Regions from separate parts of the Mus musculus genome. Here region 2 is linked to region 1. A link is a contact called in public targeted proximity ligation data. All regions are on one chromosome and are shown on one strand. The core of a region is the stretch at or near the end of the contact, and the rest is flanking DNA. Distances in the headings are between cores, read along the strand shown.

Region 1 (4,727 bases), core at 1,060-3,559:
GTGTATAATTTCAGTGGCTTGTCATGAGTTTACAAGTAGAGTATGGAAAACAAGTCCTATTGAATGACTTGTTTCTATCCTGGCCGTTCCTCGGACATAGGGAGGGACACTGTTTTTAACTTATTTATGAATACATTTTGTGCATGTTTGTCTTCAGATTTAGCAGTACAATTAACTCATGCTGTAACCCTGGAGGTCTTTAACCCTTAAACAGTAAATGAAAGTATAATATTTAACATATGTGTCACCATGGGGATGCATTTCTTCTTATAGCATACTTTCATGGTTAGAAACACATATATACCCCTTACCATTTTTAGGGTTTATAGAAGGGGAGTCACCAAGTTAATAGTTGATTTTCAGATAACTAAGAACTGACTGTAGATAAATCACAGTAGTTTTTCTATTTATTTGTTTCTCTTAAATATTAGCCGATTCTGCAGGTAACACTATGCCATGTTCTTTCATTCTGATTTTTTGACTATATGGTCAAATAATATTTTTAAACTTCATCTAGAACCTACAGAGAGTTCTATGGAAGATTCATCTACTACAGATCGATTAAATTTTGACAGATTTGATATATGCAGATTGTTACAGCATGGGGCATCACTTTTGGGGTCTGCTGGTGCAGAATTTGAAGTCCAAGATGAAAAATCAGGTTAGTAGTCCTGGAGAAGTCTGAAATTTTCCTTTCAAATTAATTTATAATTTGTTGTGCTGTGTAATGTATAAGGAGTGATGAAATGTGAATTGATTGAAGTTTTTATGTATGGGAGTTACCGGTAGACAAAGTGACCAACAGTGCTTGTTCTAAAGCTGCAGCAAGAAGAACCAGTACAAACTGGGCCAATGTTTCCACAGTCCCGGGAATTTGAAGGTTATTTTATTGTTGTTATCTTATGTTTTGAGTAGTGTTGGAACCTGTGCTTATGTCCAACGTAAAAAGTTGAAGTTAAAAGTAAGCCTTGGGTAGGTAAATGGCTCATTATCTTTAAGCTTTCAGAATATATTAGATACAAAGGCAGTTAAATACCTTGAGTGCAGTGGCTCATACCTCAGAACGCTAGCTCATTTGGAGGCTGAAACAGGATCATTTGAGCCTAGGAATTTGGAATTAGTCTGTGTAACATAGGGAGATCCTGCATCAAAAAAAATCCAGAATCAAAGAGAGTGATTACAGGAAAATAAATGCTTTTCCTAGTCAAAATTGTGGCCTTGAAGTAGAAAAAAGTCTGTTTGGTTGTTTCTTAATTTAAAAAAGGGGACAGGGTATGGTATCACATACTTTAATCCCAACAGAGGCAGGTGGATCTCTTTGAGTTCCAGTCCAGCCTGGTCTACATAATGAGTTCTAGGCCAGACAGAGCTACACTGTGAGATTTTTAAGGGATAGATGATAAAAATATCATTTTGATTCTGGTCTGTGAAACTTGATTTTCTTTTTTTTAGCCATTTATTATTGTATGTGTATATATGTAGGATAAGGAGCTTGTGTATCATGCTGCACATTTCGAGTTAGGAGAAATTATTCTTGCTTTCCATTGGGTGGGTTCTAGGGGTTGAACTCAAGTCATAAGGTTTGGTGGCAAGTACCTTTATCAACTTGCTTAGCCTTCCAGCTGTTTGCTTTCATTTCTTTGGCATATTTATGATGATGTGAGTTGCTGATCACGTGGAAGTTCTAAGTTATCTGTAGTGCCTGCATCATTTCATATTGTCACCAATTGCAATTTGGTGGGAACCAAGGGACTGGATTGCTTTCATGCTGTAGCCAGAACTTTTTTGGCATGCTAGGAACTGAACTTCAGGCATCATTCATGCTGCAAGATCTACTAGTGAGTTACACCCCACCTCTTCTTTCCTTTTCCCACTTTTGTTTGGGTGTTTGTGTGTGGGTATATGTGCACGTGTATATTCGTAAGGACCAGAAGTCAGGTAACCTCCTGTTGTTCATGTTGACTTTTCAGACAAAGTCTCAGCTTTTCCTGGAAGTTGCTGGGCTGTGTGGCCAGTGAGCTCCAGAGAACTCCGGTTTGATTTTTCAAGATGGGGTTTTTCTGTGTAACAGTTCTGGTTGCCCTGGAACTCCCTTTGTAGTTCCTTCTGTCCAGCCTCCCCAGTGTGTGCTGTCAGACCAGGGTTCTGAAGGCCCTTGAAATCAGGTGCTGTCTTTCCTAGCCCCATTTTTAGGTTTGTTTGTTTGTTTTTCTTTTTTTGATAGTAGTCACCTTAAGGATATGAGACACTCATATTTTATGGCTGAGTAATATTCTACTGTGTGGATACCATGTTTTGCTTATCTTTTCCTCATTTGGGTGTTTCCATTTTCTGGCTGTTACGTGTAAGCTTCTGCCTAGGCTAGTGAGACGGCTTACTGTTAAAGTGTAGTGTTCTGCTGAGGATTCGTGTTCGGTTCTGAGCCTGTATGTCAAATGATGAAACTACCTGTAACTCCAGCTCAGGGGAATCCAGTGCCTCTGCTCTGTGCACCTATCTCCCCTGCATACACATTAAAAATAAAAGATAAATATTAAAAGGAATAAGTTACTGTAAATAATTTAAAAGTTTTTTTTTATGAATATATTTTCATTCTTAGGAGTAGAATACTGAGTCATATAGTAACCGTGTTTTTCTGTAGAAACTACCAGGGTTTTCCTGGCTGCCCTGGAGCTTGATTTGTAGACCAGGCTGGACTCAAACTCACAGAGACCTTCCTGTCTGTGTCTTTTAGTGCTGAGATTAAGAACGTGCACCACAATGGCTGGTTGAAACTATCAGTTTTTACAAAGTTGCTCCACCATATTTCACCAATAGCATATGGGAATTCAAATTTCTCTACAGCCTTGCCAATGGTTTATTGTCTAACTTTTGGTGCTAGCCATACTTGTTAATGTGACTGCTATCTCTGGTTTTTATTTGTTCTTTTCGGCTGACTAGTCATGTTAAGCATCTTTCTTTCCATGTACTGTTGTCCATTTTTATCTCTTCTGTGTAGAAATGTCTGTTCAGAGACTTGCAGGATATTTGATCACACTGTGATCCCCAGGATTATTTTATTTACTGAAAAGATCTGTTTCTGCTTGTAGTGAGGCTCAGCCTTCACACACAACTTAATCCCTCTGGTTGGAAAACAGACATGCACTTAGTACATACCTTTAATCCCAAACAATGAAGGTAAAGTTAGTTTGTAGAAGGAAGCACCCATGTTTGAAAGTGATGTCTAATTGAGTGGCAGACAAAGTGACGAGTCAGAGAACGATTTTGACAAAGTAGGATATGCCCAACTCTCACAGAGAAGAGAGAAGAAAACGGGGCTACTTAAGGGAGAGAAGATAGGAAGAAGGCAGTTTTATCAGGACTGTTGTACAGAGACAGGTTGCAGGCAGAGAACAAGCTAGACACAGGTGAAGACAGAAGGAGCCAGAAGATTAGAACAGATTTCCAAAGTTAGTATGAGGCCAAGCAGAGCAGTTCAGGAGAGGTGGAGAAAAGGAGGCAGGGGCTGGGGTGTGTGTGTTAGATTGAATCAGTCAGCTTGGAGAGGAATTAGAGCCAGAACAGCTGAATTGAATCAGCCAACCAGAGATAAGAACAAGGAAGGGGCGATCTTATTCAGCAGCAAGTCTCAGAGGCTGAAAACATTCTAGGCCTAAGATTGTATGGAGGCTAGAAGCTTCCAAGACTAGGCCTAGGTTAGCAGACAGACAATTACTACAGGAGAATAAAAGATTCTTTTACAAGAGACTTTGCTCATTTTGTTCTTTATTTTGACTTAGCAGCATTCTTTAATGTAGTAGATATAAGTACCTTATTAGATATATGGTTTTCATTTATTTTGTGAATTGCCCTTGTATTTTCTTGGCAATATTCTTTTCCTTTTCTTATTGTGGAGCTGGGGATTAAGCCCAAGGCCTTGCATATATTTTGCTAGTGTTCTATCACTGAGTTACAATCCTTGTTTTCATTTTTTTGATGATATTCTTTGAAGCATAAAGTATAATCTTACTAGGTTCAATTTATTTATTTTCTTTTGTTTTTCAGTTTTGTGTGCCATATGTAAGAAAATCTAAATCAAGACCATTTACCAGTATGCATTGTTCTAATTTCTTTTTTTTAACTTTAGCTCTTATATGTAAGCTTAATTAATGTTCTGTCTTAACAAGTTTTTAAATGAAAATGTATCAATTTACAATTTTGTTCTCTTGGATTTCTGGGATCTGGAGTTAGAGTAGTTGTGAGTGATACTGAGTGCTGAGGACTCTGGAAAAGCAGCAAGTATTTCTAACCTCTGAGCCATCTCTTTAGTTCCACTATTGGTTTTGTTTAAATTAAATTCTATTATTCAACTGTGCATGTGTGTGAGTGGCTACGAAAGGGCCAAGATGTCCTTGTGGAGGTCAGAGGACAACTTGCAGGAGTGAGTTTTCTTCTTTGACCTGTGGGTGCTGGGGACCAAAGTTGGCTCTCCAGGCTTGGAACAGCTCCTTTACCCACTGAGCCAGCTACCTACCTGGAGATAATTTCTGTTTTGTTTAGTTTGGTTTTGTTCCTTTTTCCTTCCTCCCTCCCTCCCTCCCTCCCTCCCTCCCTCCCTCCCTCCCTCCCCCTCTCTCTCTCTCTCTTTCTTTCTTTCTTTCTTTCTTTCTTTCTTTGAAACAGGGCCTCCCTATGTAGACCAAGGTGACATAAAACTTACAGAGATCTACCTGCCTTTGCTTCCTACT
Region 2 (4,727 bases), core at 1,533-4,032, 420 kb after region 1:
ATTACTCTTGCAGTTCTGGCTCAGAGGGGAAATAAATGAATTTCTTTGCACCAACTCTTGTTTGCAGGGCTTTGTGTATGTGTGTGTGTCTGTGCATTTAGCAAGCAGCAGACCTGGTAAGTCAGATAATGATAATTTTTATTATCTCCATTTTACTACAAGGAAACCCAAACTGTGAAATGTTAAGTATTTTCCTTCAGGTACCAAGGATATATTTACTTTGTCTGTAAATATATATAAATGTCTTACAAGAGACTGGAAAACCAGCGAGGGGTGTAGATGGTAGAGTGCTGGTCTAGCACAAAGAAGCCTTGGGTCTGATGCCCAGTCCAGTATAAATAGGTATGGTGGTAAACACCTGTGATCTCAGCACGGGGGAGGTGGACGCAGTATGATCAAAGCCATCCTCAGCTAGCCAGTGAGCTGGAGGCTAGCCTGAGCTACATAAAACCCATCTCAAAAAACCCCAAAACAATGTGAAGAAGGACCCAGATGAAGTTTACACTCAGGTAGGAAAAAAAAAAAAACCACAACATAATTATAAAGTGTAGTGTTAAAGAAGCAAATAGCAAGTTCCTTTAGACAGGATGGTCAAGTTTTGTTTTTTCTAGGGTCTCTTGTAGTCCAGCCTGGCTTGAATTTGCTAATCCAAACCCTGAGACTGAGATTACAAGCTTGTTCAACCAACCCAGTAAAAAACAAACAAACAAACAAACAACCCCACCAAGCCATGGGGGCTGGTGAGATGGCTCAGTGGTTAACAGCACTGACTGCTCTTCCAAAGGTGCTGAGTTCAAATCCCAGCAACCACATGGTGGCTCACAATCACCCGTAATGAGATCTGACGCTCTCTTCTGGTGCGTCTGAAGTCAGCTACAGTGTACTTATGTGTAATAATAAATACATAAAAACAAAACAAAAAAACCACCCAAACAAACAAAACAGTCTTTAAAAACCAGAAACTGACAGAAAAATGAGAATGAGGAAGGCATCCAAAGTGCCAATGGACTAGAGTTCCACTGAGGCGCTGGCACTCGTAGTACAAGGGGAGACAGAGAACAGGGTAAACACCACCTTAGAATAGTGGTCTGCATGAATGACCCTTTCACAGGGGCCAAGCAAGCCCATCGGAAAACACAGGAATGGTAAGACCTTTTGCATCTAATTCCAAAAGATTAAAAAAAAAAAAAAAAAAAAAAAAAAAGACAAAAAGACAAAAATCATGGGATGCAGCACTCGGGAGGCAGAGGCAAGTGGATTTCTGAGTTCGAGGCCAGCCTGGTCTACAGAGTGAGTTCCAGGACAGCCAGGGCAATACAGAGAAACCCTGTCTCGAAAAAAAAAAAAAAAAAAAACCCAAAAAAACCAACAACAACAAAAAAAATCATGGGCTGGAGAGATGGATAAGAGCTGTTAAGAGCACTTCCTGTTCTTCCACAGGACCTGAATTCAGGTCCTAGCGCCCACTGTAGGTGGTTCACAACTGACTTTTTAACTACAGTTCCAGGGCATTCAATGCCATCTTCTGTCCAAGGGCACCACCACACACTTGGAGGACACACACACAGACACACTACCCCACACATAAATAAATAATCTTAAGCCACACCCCTCAAAAAAAAAAAAAAAAAAAAGCAAACAAGAAACCAGCCAGGACTGGTAGCTCATTCTTTCAATACCAGTATGCAGAAGGCAGGAAGATCATTGAGGATTCTCACAGGGCCAGCCTTGTGTTCAGAAAGATATCTTGTTTAAAACAAACGAATAAATAGCAAATGATGGACATAACACAGTTTGATACTAAACTGGAAATGTATGAAATGGACGCTTGAACTCCTGATCTTTCTGCCTCTGTCCCTATATGTGTTTGGTTTGCTTTTTAAAGGATATTTGCTGAGTGAATGCAGTAGCAGGGAGGAGAAAAAAAGGGTAGCAGTAGGAACATCGAAGGAAGTCATTCAGGGACGAGATTCAAAGTCTTGGAGGAAGGTGATTGCAGAGGAAGGGTCTGGTTAAAAACACGTGTTGAAGTGAGAAAGACTGGCCGGAGGCAAGGGTATAAAGATGTTCAATATGTTCACTTTGTGGGACATTTTGAGATAGCAGTGAGTCTCTGGGGCTAGCTTTTGTTTTGTTTTTGTTTGTTTGTTTTTGGAGACAGCGTTTCTCTGTGCAACCAGCCCTGGCCGTCCTGGCCTCGCTTTATAGATCAGGCTGGTCTGGAACTCGGAGAGCTCCTCTGCCACTCCTGCCTCCGAGAGTAGTTTACCAGTAGACAGTTGGCTTTGCTTAATCCAGAGGACCAGGGATCTGGAGTGCGGAAGGCGGGTATTTGGCGAGGTCGGCGGCGCTTTCTCTGATCCTCGCTAAGTTACATCGGAGAGGCTAAACCGCATTTAAGATCCCGCGAAACAGAAAAAGCAGCTCCGGAAACCCGATGAGGCGGAGGACTCGGCTTTTCTGTTTCCCCGGTCCCCACCTACACCTTAAACGGCCGAGTTGTTCGTCACCTCTCTACGGAAAGCGAGAAGCCTCGGAGGGCGGTAAGGACCCAGCGAATGCGGCGATGTAGGCGTCCCAGGCCCCAGAAGCCCGCCAGCGGCAGCACTGAAAGCTTGCACAGTGAACTTCGGACTACAGGAGCCAGCCTGCACCGCCATCCATTTCTTCGGGTCACGCCCCGTCGTCACCACAGTGACGACACGGCGTCCCATGATGCCTCGCGTGCCGCTCTGCTATTGGTCCGGTCAGTCGTCTCCATTTTTCAAAATTGAGGCGCGGAATCGTTGCTGATTTCGGAGCAGAGGAGGAGGTTCGTCCTGTCCGGCTTTTGCGGGGCGGCGGCCACGGCCAAGAGGCCTGCGTGGACCTCGGGGACGCCGAGCTGCGAGTCTCGGTCCTCGTGGCCTTGGCAGCACCGGGTGAGGAGAGGCTGCTCCCGGTTCTCACTGTGTCTGAGTCTCCGCTAGGCCGGCAGGTTTTGGCTCGACCGTCATGGCGTCCCAGCCGAGTTCTTTGAAGAAGAAAGAGGAAAAGGGCAGGAACATCCAGGTGGTGGTGAGATGCAGGTAAGGAGAGGCTGGGACGAGTCCGGACGCGGAGGCTTAGCTTTTGGGCTAGCCGTTCCGGAGAGCGATTTGTTTACCTTTCTGAAGGACACCAAGTCATCGGTTTCTGGGGCTCCCCGTGTTTTGTTCGGTAAACATGCTACCACGTTTAGTTCTAAATTAGGGTTTGTCTCGGGGGGGGGGGGGATGTTGGTGTTGGTTAAAGTTAAGCTGCAGTCACAAAGAATTTGATGGTTGCTCTTCGCTGAAAAGTGCGTTCCCTTTTAAAAGCCAATGTCGCCGAAAATTTAGCTGTCATTGCTCTGTGCTACCCCGTCCGAGTTGTCAGTTTGGGAATAAAGCTTCCTACTTACTTTGCATGTAGTTTGGCGCTCACCTTGGGGTTATTTCCACTTCGGAAAGACTAATAGTTCTTTATTCTGTGTGTTTGGTCCAATAGATGAAAGTAGGTTTGCTTTTAAAAGGGAACGCACTTTTCAGCGAAGAGCAACCATCAAATTCACCTCTAATAACCAAGTAGACATTGCTGAATTTAAGCTAAGCTGTAAAATGAGTTTATGAAACTCACGAGCTAATGAAAGTACATGGCTAAGGTGCAGCATCTTTTCTCTTTCTCATTTTTCTTCTTCTTCTTTTTTTTTTTTTTGGTTTTTCGAGACAGGGTTTCTCTCTCCTTCTTTCTTTCTTTCTTTCTTTCTTTCTTTCTTTTATCTGCCTTTGTTCATTGACCAAAAGACAAAATTGAGAGGAGGGAGGGTGTGGGGTTCAGCTCTCCCCGACTGACATCCAAATAACTTACCCAGAGTTTTTAATTTTTTTGAATTTTTGTGATGTTACCGAGGTTGGTCTGGAACTATATGTTAGCGTACTTTACTGTCTCAGCCTCTCGGTCGTTTAGCTGGGATTGCTGGGTGACAAGTGTGTGCCACTGTGTCTGCCTTTTTTTTTTTTTTCCTGAGACTGGCCTCAAACTCCGACTAGCTCCCTGCCTTAGTTCTGAGTTCTGGAGTTATAAGCAATTCAAGTTTCAGCTACCAGACCCAAGTTTTTAAACTAGGTGACGTGTGTGTGTGTGTGTGTGTGTGTGTGTGTGTGTGTGTGTGTGTGAGCAACTCTAGGCTTGCCAAAGATACTTAATTGCTGAACTCTGGAGTTTTAGTTACTTAATTTGGAACTTTCATTTTAATCAACAGGAAAGCAGACACACTTAAGAATTTAGGAAAAAAAAAATTAGGCAGATTTAGGCAGGCAGTTGTGGGGCACACCTCTAATCCCAGCATGTTTTACAGATCGAGTTTCAAGACAACCAGGGCTACAAAGAGAAACTCTGCCTCAAAAAATTTTTATTTTTAATAATGGGTATATATTCAGGTGTTTGCACACATACGTGAGTGCTTGTGGAGAGCAGAAGAGAGCACCACCTCTAAGGCCAGAGTTACAGGTGGTTGTGAGTCACCCCCAGGTGTGGGGGCTAGAAACAGAACTCAAGGTCTCTAGAAGAACAAGAAGTGTTCTTACCCTAAGCTACCCAACAAATGCACTTTTTTTTACAATTTTTTTGCAGTATTATTATTATTAGTCAATATTGCCTTTTCTGTGTGCTATTATTTCCTTTGTTACTTACAAAGTGTTTGAGTCATAAAAAGTTACAAAGAACAC

What was found.
Region 2: a contact with region 1 is called in a targeted proximity ligation map of pancreatic cancer cells. A contact is called at or near these places in 4 of 39 promoter capture datasets (the C10 cell line, cranial neural crest, hematopoietic stem and progenitor cells and 1 more), 5 of 130 datasets of targeted methods (the SCID.adh cell line, bone marrow-derived macrophages, epiblast stem cells and 2 more) and 4 of 9 other capture datasets (adipose tissue, liver, macrophages and 1 more).

What each region holds. Positions count from the first base shown.
Region 1 is chr19:36,950,517-36,955,243 of GRCm38.p6, forward strand. It overlaps Btaf1 (B-TFIID TATA-box binding protein associated factor 1), which reads left to right. Exons shown (of 38, transcript NM_001080706.1): 4 at 518-661. Among named protein-coding and RNA genes, the nearest start is that of Btaf1, 27 kb to the left of the region's middle.
Region 2 is chr19:37,373,600-37,378,326 of GRCm38.p6, forward strand. It overlaps Kif11 (kinesin family member 11), which reads left to right and starts at 2,783. Exons shown (of 22, transcript NM_010615.2): 1 at 2,783-3,068. The coding sequence starts at 2,995.